Regions from separate parts of the Manis pentadactyla genome. Here region 2 is linked to region 1. Evidence: chromatin contacts called from public Hi-C data. All regions are on one chromosome and are shown on one strand. Each heading gives the region's core, a stretch centred on a gene start, on an enhancer-like site or on the middle of the called end of the contact. The rest is flanking DNA. Distances are from core to core; before and after follow the strand shown.

Region 1 (6,987 bases), core at 2,664-5,163:
GGGGTTCACCAGGAGTGAGATGCTTTTCCCTGCCCATATCCCTGGGGATCCACAGTCTCCAATCCCAGCACCTGTCACACTGTGCTGTCCCTCATCTGAAGGGCATACACTGGATCTGGATCCCTGCTGCTATCCCAGTGTCTAGCACAGCACAGTCCACCAGAACTTTCCGCAATGGTGGAATATTCTGCATCTGTACTGGCCTACAAAGACAGAACCCTCTAGCCACAGTGGATGTTAACTAAAAAACTGAATTTTTAAATTAAAAACAATAATTTATCTAAATTCAAATAGCCACATGTAGCTAAGGGCTACCATATTGGACACCTGTTATTAAGACCCTCATCTCCACTCTCCAGATGCAGAAAGGGAAACCAGGGGAGGCAGGTGACTTAGCCAAGGTAATATTGCTAGTATGGGGCAGAGGGAAGACTAATTAATGGTGGCTGTTTCTACAGTTCCAACTGAGGGGACAGTACAGGGCAATAAGAACACTGAAGTCAGCCACCCCTCTGAGTGGTCACTTAACAGGGACGGCTTCAGGCTAGTTGTAAAACAAAGCTAATCATCTCAGAGCTCAGTGTCTGGCTTCCAATTTAAACACTCACTAAATATTTTTATATTAGCTCAGTCATTGGCACACAGGTTCCATCTAATCTTCATCAGTTTTGGGGTGAGGAGGGGGAGATGTCTCTATTTTGCACGCAAGGAAAAATTAAGGTTCCAAAGGTTAAGCACCAGCTGACAAGTGGCCAATCTGAGATTTGAACTCAGCTCAGTCTGGCTTCCAAGGGTTGTGTCCACCACCCACCTCAGCCTCTTGGGGTAGCCCCAGCCTTTGCTCTTGTTGGTACCCAATCCAGAGTCTACAACCCCCAGGACCCAGCTACAGACACCTGCAAAGTCACTCTGCCAGCTGGGAAGGGGCACAGACTGCCCTCCCATTCCTCCCCTGGGGGCAGCCGTGGTCGGTTGAACTCAGATAGTTGCCTGGGTTTACACATGAGAGGGAGACATAGCTCAAGTAGCCTCTGACCTTCAGCCTTGGGAGGTGGGGGGTGTGAATGGTCCCATAAACTTGTATGCCCACCACGGGCTGGTACGAAGTGCTTTACACATCTGATCCGGATGATTTTTCACAACCACCTGGAGGCAGATGGGTCTTACTACCCCTTCTGCAGAAGACAGTTCACTGAGGCTCTTGAGTCCTATACGACAGGCACAGGTCAGCTCTGACTTCAAAGCCTGCACAGTTCACAATGGTCAGCTAAGCCAACAAGCAGCAAATAGTTTTGAGCATTTATAAGGTGTGAAGAACAGTGCTGGTGAGGCAATCTACAGAGTGTTCTAGTCTAGCAAAGGAGACAGACAAGAAACACCCAATTACATACTGGTTACACTGTAATTGAGATAAAAGCCCCTTCAGTGTGAGAAAGGGGACTGGAAGCAGGTCTGCAGAGAGGACAGGTCTGGTGTGGGAGGAAAGGCCTCCCAGAGGAAGTGATTCTAGCGCCCAACAGGGCTCTAACAACATGCTACCAGTACTAGATGGAAGTGTCTGAAGAACTTGACTCCTTGAAAGGGCAAGAGTTGAGTGGACTGTACATCTGGGAGGCTTCCCTTGGGCCATGGGCATCAGGCTCTTTACATTCAGTAACCCGCTGTCTTCTGAGAACTCTGCTTACAGCAAGCATCTTCCCAAGGTCCTCTTTTCTTGAGAAGATGCAGAAAGGGTTCAGGTATCACCACCAGCTTTCCCGGCTGCTGACAAGTGGCTTCCCTCTAAAGGCCACTCCCTCAGGACCTCCCCAGACACTGCCCCAGACCAGGAGGGACCAACTCTCGCTTGAAGCAGGAGGAAGGGCTCAGGCACCCCCTTGTGAGACACTCGGGGTGGGGGGGTGGGGGGAATGTGTGCTATGGCCACACTCTAATAATATTCAGCTGTGCTTGGGCCTTTGCTTGTATTTTCTCAGTCAATTCTCCCAACAATCCTCAGACATATTGTTAAGTCTCCATTTAATAATTAAATCTGATTTTATTTAATTAAAGATAAAATAAGCTGCAGGTCGGAGAAGTGATCACTTGGCTAAGAGCAAGTGAGCAAAAGGGCTGGGACCCGAATCCAGCACTCGCCTGCTCTAGTACCCAGGAGCTTTCAATAACAGCATTTTCATCCCCACCCCCTTTCTCCAGCAAAGGAAACAGACTCAGAGAGTAAAACGACTTGGTCAAAGTCACACAGCTGAGACGTGGCAAGAATGGGGTTCATTTCTTCACATGGAGTTCCTATGCCATGGTGGGGAAGGGTAAACAAGCTAACAGAAAACCCAGGAGGCAAACCATCCAGGGATGGAGGTAGGACTCCCAGAAACCACACAACACAGCTCAGAGAAGGGCAGTAATTTTCCCAGGGTCACACAGCTTAGGGCTAGCACTTGTCTGACTCCCAAACCAGCTTTACAAGCATGCTCCAGGTCTGGGAACTAAAACAAGCAAAAGTCCCTGTAGCGCCGTGCACACTAGGAAATCCTAGAGACAAATCCTTGGTAGGCCATAGAAAGAGATAGTTGGTAGGATTAGTTGAAGGAAGCCTCTCCACGGCCCTTCCTGGATATGATATAGTTCATCCTATTTTGCTAGTTTAGTCATGAGGACTCAGGAGAAAAGGCAAAAACCGGAGCCCAGCACCTAGTAGGTGCTTAATAAAAGATAAGACGTCCTTTATCAGTGATGGTGGGGATGGGGGCAGAGGGTGTCTGATTAGGCCCAGCTTTATTTCTAGCCTCACTGCAAAGAGTCCCTGCAAAACAAACTTTTGAGGCCTGACTACTTAGTAGGGCGCAGCCTAATTGAAGCCGCGGCCAAGATTCCTCCTTCTCTCCCTCAGCTTTGGCCGCGGTCGCCGCGTACCCGGCAGACTGCCAAGTCCCCGGAGGGCCCGCGCCCCGCCCCCAAATCCGAGGTGCGAGGGGCGGGGGACAAGACCGACCTTCGCTGGACAGTTCCAGGTGCCCCAAACCCTGTGCTGGGACATATCTTAGGAAGGGTCCTCTGCCCGCCAGCCCCAGCCTAGAAAGAGGGAATCTGCGGAAGGGGGCGGGGAAGAGGAGTGGTCGGGCCGCAGCGGCCGGGATTTGTCTGGACTTGAAGATTCTCTCCACAGGAGCCCAAATCCAAGATAACCTCGAGAAGGCTCCCTTCTCATTGGCCAGGAGTCCGAGCCTTAGAGCGCTCCACAGCCCCGGGGGGAGGGGGAGGGGACGAAGAGGGAGCCGAGGCCGCCAGTTGATGCAACTCTACTTCTAGGTTTCACGCTCTACTCCCCTCCCCAAGCCCGGGGGTTGAGGGGGGCGCACGGACCCAGCAGCGGACAGCCCAAAGCTCGAACGCAGCTCCAGGCTGTAGGGAAGAGCGGCGTCGCACGGCCCCCGTTTACCTCTCCGGCCCCAGGGCCGCCGCCGCCGCCCCTGGCGAACCGCAGGTAGCCCTGAAGCTCCGCGCGGCACTCCGAGTCTGCAACGATCATGGTGTGCGCCAGGACCCAGCTGCAGCTCGTCCAAGACCCGTGCACCGCAGGGGGTTTGGGACGGACGCCAGCGGCCAGCCGGGGCTGGGGGCCGCTGGGGAGGTCCCAGAGCCCGGAGGTGTCTCTCGGGTTCTAGAACGCTCCCAAAGCCCAGAATCCAGGAACAGCCGCTGCTGTCCGGGACGCTCCCCTCGTCCGGCTTCTGGAGCGGTGAATGGCCTCGGGAACCTGGGGTTGGTCGCGGCGCAGGGGTCACGGCTCGGAGCGCCTCGGAAGTCCGCAGTGGCCCGGGCTGCTCACCGACCCAACGCGCCTCAGCATCCCCGCCGCGGAACTGCCAGCGCTCGGAAAGCTCTGACACCAGCAGCACTGCTCTGCCCGCAGCGGTCCCCGGGGGAGGGCGGGGACACAAAAGCCCTGCACCGCAGCCAATCAGACGCCTGTTTCCCGGAGAGGCGGGGGCGACACCTCCCTCTGGAGCGGAATGCTAGGCCAATCCGCACTGGAAAGCATCCGGGAACTCTGGGAGCTGTAGTCAGCCCCGGACGAATGCTGCGAACTTTTGCAAAAGGGGTTTAGTCAGATTGTTGGCAATACCAGACGAGAGTGACAACCTAGAGAGTCATAGGGCTGCGTGACGAAACGGGACTTCACTGGGCTGGGCGGGAGAGCCGGGCGTGCGATCCCTCTTAAGTATGTTCTCCAGCTTTTCAGTTCTTGCAGGTACTGGTTAAGGTTATGAGAGGTGGTGCTAATTACAGAGCTGAACTCCAGATCTTTGGAGATCAGAGGGCACGACCCTGTTCCCCTGGCCTCTGGAATAGCTCCACCTTAAAATGTACCAGACACAAAGAATCCACCTAATTCGTGGAGTCTTTGGAAAAACCATCATTCATTGAAATGTCCTTGGCAACTTCATGTCTAACCTCAGTCCCTGTTGCTGCAGTTTACCCCTTCTGCTTTGGCCCCTGGTCCTGTCTTCCAACCCTGCCAGTCCATTTCTAGAAACTTTGTGACAAGGTGTTCCATTGGGTCTTTTCTCACACCTCTCTCTCGCCATTTCTTCTCTGACTCTTCTTTCTCCTCCCACTCCCCGGACGGTGGGTGTTACCCTAGTTTCTGTTTTTATCCCTCCTCTCTCCAGACTCACTCTCCTGATCTCACCCATTTCCTTCCTGGCCTTGCACACCTCATTTACAATAAGTTACTTCCACCAGCCCATCAGCACTTCAAGGCTGAATTCATCTTCTGTCCACTTCTCACATCCTCTTCCCTCAAGGTTTTTCTTTAGAGCTACACTTGTTTCAATTTTAAAGTCACTGTTTACTCTGAATAGAGAATTCTGTCAGGAAGGAAGGTGGATTAGATGACCCCCAAGGTTCCCTTTGAGACTTTATAAATTCAGGTTTACTATTCCAAAGATGCCCCTCTGACTGGGTTTCCTGTGTCCAGCCTCTTGTGAGAAGGAACTTAATCTCACCTTCTGCTGAGCTTCCAGGGCAGTTGAGCTGAGGCTCCATTATAATACTTATCATATTATACACTGTATTGCAGTTTTCTGTGTACACGTCTTATCTCACTCTTTTGGCTATAAGCTCGAGGACAGGGTTCACATTTTGACATCTTTGTCTCCTGCCCTATGCCACCTGTGTGCCCTACCAATAATATGCCCTTGGTGACTGAATCTTCCTTTGATTGAATTTCCCTCTAAATCACCCTATGTCAGATTCAGTTTTCATTTTAAAATCTACTATGTAAAGTCAATAATTTGGATTTAAAAATGTTACTGGTATTTCATCAGCTGCAGAATAAAGGCCAAACCCCTAGATTGAGATTCAATATCTGCCAAGATCTGCCTCAATTTATCTTTCCAGACTTATTACCTGCCACACCGATGTTGCTTATCTGGCCTTCAAGCCTTTCCTCCAATAGTTCCCTCTGCAAATCTCTGCCCACTGAAATCCTACCCAGCATTTAATGCCTTCATTCATGTTTGTGGCCTGAATAAAGGCTTCAAAATGCCACTTCCCATGGAAAGTGTTACTTCTTCAGATCAGCTGAAAACAATCTAACGCCTTAACAACTCAACATGTTTTTTCTATATACCTCTTTATACCACTGGTCTTCAAATTTGATGCAACCTCGTTATTATGGCTGCATGTCTTACCTCTTTTCCTCCAATTAAAAATGGAATATATTATTGACCACTTTTGCAAAGTGATGAAACTTGAGCTCAGAAATGTAAAACTTCATGTCAAGGTCACACAGGATCTTCTTTTGACTGCACCAGGCTGTGTCAGAGCTCCTCTAAGGCAGGAACTGTGTCTATCCCCCACTAGTAGTGGGTCCTCAATAAATATTTTTGAGTGAATGAATATTAATTATTCTCCTCCACAGAATAACCCTTTAGAATCTTCAATGATGTGACTAGGTCATTCCCCAAGGCTTTGCATACAAAGTTAGTAGTTTTGTGAAAAGGAAAAAGCAAGAGGTGCTGATATTCTCAATTGGGTGAGCTTTTGTGACCCCAGTCTCCAAGGAAGGAGCACTCGAAAGAGGCACAGACACTGCCATTTATTGAACTCCAACAACCTGGTAAAGTATGTTATATGCCCCCATTTGACAGGTGAGAAAACCGAAGCTCAAGAGGTATGTTGACCTAGATCAGAAAGCTTAGTAATATGTTGAATAAGGCACAAGGAACTAATGCAAAAAGCAGAATTGCAATATATTAATTGGGTGTGAGAAGCATAATTGTCAGATAGCCTGTAATTGATGGGCCAACACATCCCTCTTCATAGGACAGCCTCAAAGAAAAGCCAGCTTATCATCGGAAGGTGGTGAAGGTAGCTGGAAACAGAGCAAAAGGAGCCAGTGAAAAGATGAGTCATGGAACTGGCTCCACTCAGAGCAAACATGCTGGCCAGGGCTCTGGCTTCTTCCCTGTCTCTTTCATCCAGTAAACATTTATTGGCCATCTAGTATGTACCAGGCACAGTGCTGGGCTCCGGAAATCCAGCAGTGAAGCTTCCAGCCCAGTGGGACATGGCCTGACCACACAAACTGGGTTTATTCCTTCCCTCCCCCACGCCTTACATTTTTGGTTCAGTAAAGATCTCCACCTCCTGTTGCCCTACTCTCTCAACTCTTGCATCAGCTATGTTGAGGTCACTGATTTGCCAAAGCTCTTTTTTTTATTATTCCTCAATCACATTCCAGTCCTGAAGATACTTCTAGATTGGATTTGAAATGTGTTTGATATTTCTTCAGCTTCAGATCCTCTCACATATTTTAACCCTAATGGGATTCTCATCTGTTCTATATTCATTCCTCCTGAATTGACTTGCTAATACCAAATTCTGGGATCACTTTTCTATATCATATCCTGACCACAACTTGGGGCTGAGATTTATCACCCCAGCTGTAAACCACACTACCCCCTCCCATCTCAAAATTTA
Region 2 (6,626 bases), core at 930-3,429, 230 kb before region 1:
ACAAACAAAGGTCAGATACAGTCAGCTCCCACTAAGAGACACCTATGGCGTGCCAGCCTCTCCCAGAATGCTCACACCCACCCTCTGAGCTAAGTGTCATCACCCTGGTTTTGCAGATCCAGTTGAGGCTCAGGGGAGGGTCCCCAGGCCTCACAGGGATGAAATCCCAGGTCTCCTGACCGCTCCCCACCAGGGCCAGAGCTTGCCCCTCTCCACTTCTCCCTGGGCTCCAGTTTCCTCAAGTGGTGAATGGAGGCACCCCACACTACACAGTCTACCAGGGGCCTGGTGTTCCTATTGCGACCTTCTGCGACCTCACCACAGCCCCTTCTGCAAAGGGAGACAGAGCCCTCTCTGACCACAGCAGCTGTTCCTGCCGCCACCTACCCCTCCCAACGTCAGGAGGCAGACATTTGCCTGCCAGACTCAGAGGCTAAAGAATCTCTTTGTAAGAAAGGTCCCCAGGAGGAAAGGGAGGAGAGGGGCAGTCAACAAACATTTGTTACTCCTGCTATGTGCCCGGCACAGGGCCGAAATACCTCACCCAGAGATCCCCCTAGTATACAGAGCTGTGCCTGGGTATGTATGTTTATTTTTCCAGGGGGTGGGGGGCACAGCTTCCCCCTGAGGTTGGAACCACTGCTTTATGGGAATTATAGGATAGTAATAATTCTCACCACATGCCTCTTACCTTCACTTTACAGAGAAGGAAACTGACACTCAGGGGGATTGGGTGGGTGGCCCAAGGACATCCAACTAGAAAGTCACAAAGCTGAACAGGATCCCTACTCTTGGAATGTCTTCACAACAGGAGCATGGTGAACTCCTAATTCATCTTTCCAGACTCCACTCCGAGGCCCTTCTGGATGAAACCATCCTTGCCTCCTCCACGCCCACCCAGTGTTCCTGGGTCTTACCCTCCAGACCTTTCAAGACCCAGCCCCTGATGTATCATCCTGTGCCTCTCCTCCTTGTACTCTGTGCTCAAACACCTGGGGTATCCCTGGCCACAGAACACTCACCTATACTTGATGCTTTTGCCTGTGCTGTGCCCTCTGCCTGGATAGCCGGAAGCCCTCCACCCCGGTTCTGCCTGAGTACCCCACTGTTCCTTCAAAACCCCGTTCAAGAGTCTCCTCACCTGCAAAGCCATTCCTGGCCCTTCCGGGCAACGCTGGGTAACACTTTTTACACTCAACTTCTGCTGGGGCACACAAGTCACACTTGGTTGGAGCACCTCAATTAATATCTGATGAATGAATCACTTGGCAGCGCACCTAGCTCCACGGGCATACTTGGGTGATCACCCGGGATCGTAACTGTGGCACCACGTGGGTCTCCCCAAGGAGACCGAAGCTCGTAAAGGCCACAGGGGGCCTTTCTCACCATTGTTTCCCAGCCCTGCAAGCGCGTCACGAAGTAGACGGCCAGTAAAATAATCTACACAGCCGTGTTGATGCGGAATTCACAGCACACTTCTCCAACGGGTCAACAGCCGTCTTGGTGCCTGCTGACGCTGAGGTTTCTTTCCCCGCAGCAGACCCTCCCCAGCCTCCCCTCAGATCCTAAAGCAGCCCTTCGCCGATAGGATTCCTTCTCTGCTCTGCAAATTTGCACTCTCCAAACGAATGCTGGGCCAAAATCCCTTGTTCCGTGCGATAACTTCCCCGCCAGGGTGGCCGGGCCCGGCCGGCTAGGCCCGCGGGGCTGCGCACCCCGGGTTGGCGGGGTCACCGCGGCCGCGCGCACCCCGGCCAGCGGCGCTCGGGCCGTTTGAATCTCCCGCCCGCGCGGGTGCCGCGGCCCGGGCGTGAGAGGCGCGGTGGTAGAGGGGCCGCGCGGCCCTCCCTCGGGCGAGGCGAGATCCGGCGGGCGCCGGGGCGCCCTGCGGGGCCGGGGACACGCGCACCCGCACCCGCGCCTTCCTGCCGCCCGGCTTCACGTGGCGCCGGTGCCGCGCGACATGGGCGCGCGCGGGCAAAGGCCCGGTCCGCCGCGGCTGTGGCCGTGGCCGTGGCCGCCCCGCGCGCCACCCCTCCGCCCGTGACGGCCGCGACCTACCTCGGTGTGGGTCGGCCACAGGGAACTCCTCCGCACGCCGGCCCGGCAGCGAACTGCCCCAGAGCATGCGCTCTGCAGGCCTCCGGCCCCGACCCCGGCCAGAAAGGAAAACAAAGAGCCCGGCGGCCCCTGGCGGCCACCCCGGGAAGTGCGGGTGGCGCGCTCGAGCTCGAGAGCTCTTGACCAGGTTCTCTCCGGGGACAGTCAGTGGGTGTGTATTTTGGGGACTCCAAATGGGAACTCGCAGACTGACAACCAGAAAGACTACTTGAAGTCAGGGTTTGTTTGGGAAAATCCGGTATGGAAGGGACTACACGGAGAAGAGACACTGATCTTTCCGGTTGTCAAGAGGGTGTCCATCAGAGGAAGATGAGAAATCAGACTATCAACAACCACACCGGCCTATGACAGGGGTACACACAGGGACATCTGGCTCAGCCTGCGGCTTAAGCAAGGCTTTCCAAGTTAAGTCCAAAGGACAGGGCCTCCTAGGAGAAGCACCCTTGCAATCAGGGAGCGAGATCCTAAGGTGGCTGTGGGAAATTGCCAAGGATTGTCTGGAGTAGGGGTGCCCCTGGGATTGACAGAGGAGAACAGTGGAGAGGGAGGGTCAGACCATGGTTGCAGGGTCTTGTGTGCCTAAGACCAGCCTCTATCCGGGGGCAATAGGGAACTATGGAAGGGGTTTCAGCAGGTGAGTGACCTGAGCCGATTTTTGGTTTAGAACAAAATGGAGAATGGGCTAGGGGGAGGAGGAAACTGGGAGTGGGAAGAACAAGAAGAAAAAGGGAGATCAGAGAAGAGGATAAGGGTGTGGACTGGGTTTGGGAGCTGGAGACGGAAAACAGGCACCTAGCCGACCAACTTCTCTTGTTAACACACTCCTTCTCCAGGATGGATACAAACATCTTCAGGATTTCAGATGTTCCCTGAGGTGAACAGGTCATTTGATTGAGTCTGGGGGTTTCCCACATCAGGGCAGTGACCTCTGCAGAAGTGTATTTTCTCCATTTCACGTTGATTCTGTCTCTGAAATTCGTTTCTATCAGACCTGAACTCTAGATGGACATTTTCGATGAGTGTTCACCAACAGAATTTCTTCTACTATGCAGAGCCCACCCCAAAGCATCCCCCATCTTTGGAGTCTCTTACCTCTCCAGGTTTACCTCTGCCTCCATCATGTACTCCTTTTTTGGATGATATACTGTGAAATTCCTCCAAGTTTTTAACCCTGGGATCTCTGATCTTTCTCTCTCTGCTGTCTTCCTCCAAGATCTTACTCATTCACATGACTTAATGTAATTATAAAAATGATTATTATCACATATTTTGTAAATTCTTTTGTTAACTACAGAAACGCATCCATTAGCTCATTTTTTCCTCACAGAAACCTCATGACAGTTGGAAAATGAGAAAAATGATGTTCAAAGAATTTAAGCAAGTTCTCTGGGGTTATCACACAAGTGGTGGAAGAGGGCCAGAACTTTTGTTCAGGGCTGAGCCATCACCCTCTCCCTGAGAAGGCCGTCCATCTGGTCAGGTTCTGACCTCCACCCTTGGTTTAAGCCCTACACCTCTATCCAGAAGACCCAACGGCTAAAATAAAACTCATCTAGACTCCCCCAATTTCATCTTTCCAGCCAAGGTTAAAGTTCTCTAGGAAGTACAGATTCAAACCTTAACTTCTTTTCTGGTTCTTTCCTCCCTCTTCTCTTCATGTTTCTATTGCTGCTCCTCTGGGTCTGAAACACCACCCTTTTGGCCTCTGCTCCTGCCTCTTAACCCCTTTCCCTCCATTTCATTCCATCTACACCCCTACGTTAGTTTTCCTAAATCATGGCTGTGAGACCTTTCCCTGCTTCGAAAACTAAGACTCAAATATTTCTTCAGCACTGTGCTTGGAGCACAGGTAGCACATGCCCCAGGCTGCTGACTTCCCATCTCCCCCTTAGCCTCACTGTACTCTGAAGGTGCCCGTGCCTGCCTACCTTCTCACCTTCACCTGGGCTGTTCTTCCTACCAGGTGTCTTCCTCCCTGACAAGCTGCATTCTTGATATATTTTAAGGCTCAGTTCAGTCCCCATCTCCATGAAGGCTTCCTTGGCCCACTTACCTTTTCCTTCTCTGAATCCAAGTTTAATTTTTTTCATGCTCTATCATTGTCTTATTCACTGAACACAAACCATAAGAGATGAGTTGAACCTGATCCATAATTGGCACAGATGATAGAATTAGAAATGAAGGACACTGAAAGTTATTATAACCATATTCTGTATGATCAAAAGCTAAGCAGAGACATGGAAGTTATAAAAAGACCCAAAGTGAACTTCTTGACAATATCTAAGATGACGAATACACCAGATGGGATTAAAAATAGGTTAGGTATTACAAAAGCAATGATTAGTGATCCTGAAGGCATAGCAATGGAAACTATCCAAAATAAAACACAGAGAAAAAAAGAATTAAAAAACAAAGTGAAAATAGCGTTAATGAACTATGAAATAACTTCAAATGGCCAAATATACAGGTAATTGGAGATCCTGAAAGCAAGAGAAGCTAGGGACAGAAAATACATGAACTAATGGCTAAAATATGTCCAAACGATAAACCTACAAATTTGTGATCGTTATGTGACTAATTTTATGTATATCAACTTGGCTGGGTTACAGTGCTGTTTTTGGTCAAATGCCCATCTAAATGTTGCTGGGAAGGTTCCTTTTTAGACATGATAACCCTTAAATCAGTGGACTTTGAGGAAAACAAGAACCACCCCTCTGTAAGGTGGGTGGGCCTCATCCAGTCAGTTGAAGGTCTTAAGGAAGGAATTCTGCCAAGACTACCTCCTCCAGTCTCAAGACTGCAACATGAACTCTTGCTGGAATTTCCAGCTTGCTGACCTGCTTTCAGACTTCAGCCCCCACAATCACAGGAACCAATTCCTTAAAAAAAAAATCTATCTATACATATATACATCCTGTTGGTTCTGTTTCTCTGGAAAACCCTAATACAAAATCAAAGAAGTGCAAGCACGAAAACTAAGGCACATCACCCAAATTGCACAAAAACCAATGATAGAAAAATCTTAAAAAGCAGTCAGAAAAAAGACATGTTACATACAGAACAAGACAAAGATACAGTGCATCATGTTTTATAGAGAGGAACAAAGGATACAATGCAACAAGAAGACAATGGAGGAACACCTCTAATGCACTCCAACAAAATTGTATCTATATGTATATTCAGCAAAAATATATTTCAAAATGAAGGTGAAATTATTTTCAGACATAAAAAAGCTGAAAGAATTCTCACCAGCAGACCTATAGTAAAAGAATTATTAAAGGAATACATATGAGTGATATGTATGGAATACTTATGGAAAGTGATACCAAATGAAAATCTGTATCTACACAAAAGAATGAAGAACACTGGAAATGTAACTACATGGGATATATTTCAGATTTTTTTCTTTCCTAAAACTTTAAAAATGATAGTTGCCTGTTTAAATAAAAATAATAATGTATGTGGGTTTTATAACATATAAAAGTAAAATACAGGATGGCAATAACAAAGACTCTAAGATAAGAAATGTTTTTATACTATAATATACTTATTATACTATAAGGGAAGTGATATAGTATTAAGTGAATGTAGACTCTGATAAGTTAAAGATATATACCATAAACCCTAAAGCAATCTCAAAAATAACAAAGCAAACTTATGGTTGGTAAGAATAAAGAAGATAAGATGGAATCAGAAAAAGATAACTCAACTTTTAAAAGACAGAAAAAAGAAGACAAAAGAAACAAAGAACAGATGAGACAGAAAACAAAAATCAAGATGAAAAGACTCAAATCTAAGCACATTAATCATATGAAAATAAGTATGGTCGAAACACTCCAATTAAAAGGCAGAGACTGACATACATCAAAAAAGCAAGACAACAATATACTCTCTATATTTAAAGAAATACACTTTAAAAAATAAATAAACAAATAGGTTGAAAGTAAAAGGATAGAACAAGACTCTGGTAACACTAGTCAAATGAAAACTGGAGTTGCTATATTAAAAACAAAGATTTCAGAGCAAAGGATGTTATTGCAATAAAGAAGGTATTTTCATAATAATAAAGGAGTCAAAATGTACAATCCTAAACTTAAATGCAACTAATACAGAGCTTCAAAATACATGAAGCAAAATATGTGATAGCACTCCTAGAAAAAATAGATGAATTCATAATTATAGCTAGAGATTTCAATACTCCATTCTCAATACTCCACCTACTAAATCTAGGCATACAGATTTATAATTCATTACAGCTGACACTCAGTTTTTATGGTATAATGGTGACTCCATTAGCTTAGTACAAAAAAGTTATGTGGTTTAAACCTGATGGAATGAATAGGCAGAAAACCAGCAATAAAGTAGACTTGAGCAACACTATCAACCAATTTGAACTGATTGACATTTACAGAATACTTCACCTTTCTTCACACTCCACTTTGTTGCTTCAAACAACCCTAAAATACACATTCTTTTCAAGTGCATAGAAAACACTTACCAAGATA

What was found. Hi-C and Micro-C count contacts between places; a contact is called where the count stands out from the background.
Region 2: a Hi-C map of fibroblasts shows a contact between it and region 1, with 4 times the contacts expected there. The contact joins the promoter of RCC1 here to the promoter of SESN2 in region 1. A contact is called at or near these places in 2 of 3 Hi-C or Micro-C datasets (fibroblasts and skin fibroblasts).

The regions. Positions count from the first base shown.
Region 1 is chr4:21,043,500-21,050,486 of mManPen7.hap1, reverse strand. It overlaps SESN2 (sestrin 2), which reads right to left and starts at 3,913. Exons shown (of 10, transcript XM_036914970.2): 1 at 3,440-3,913. The coding sequence starts at 3,529.
Region 2 is chr4:21,274,069-21,280,694 of mManPen7.hap1, reverse strand. RCC1 (regulator of chromosome condensation 1) reads right to left here and starts at 2,179. Exons shown (of 11, transcript XM_036914983.2): 1 at 2,062-2,179.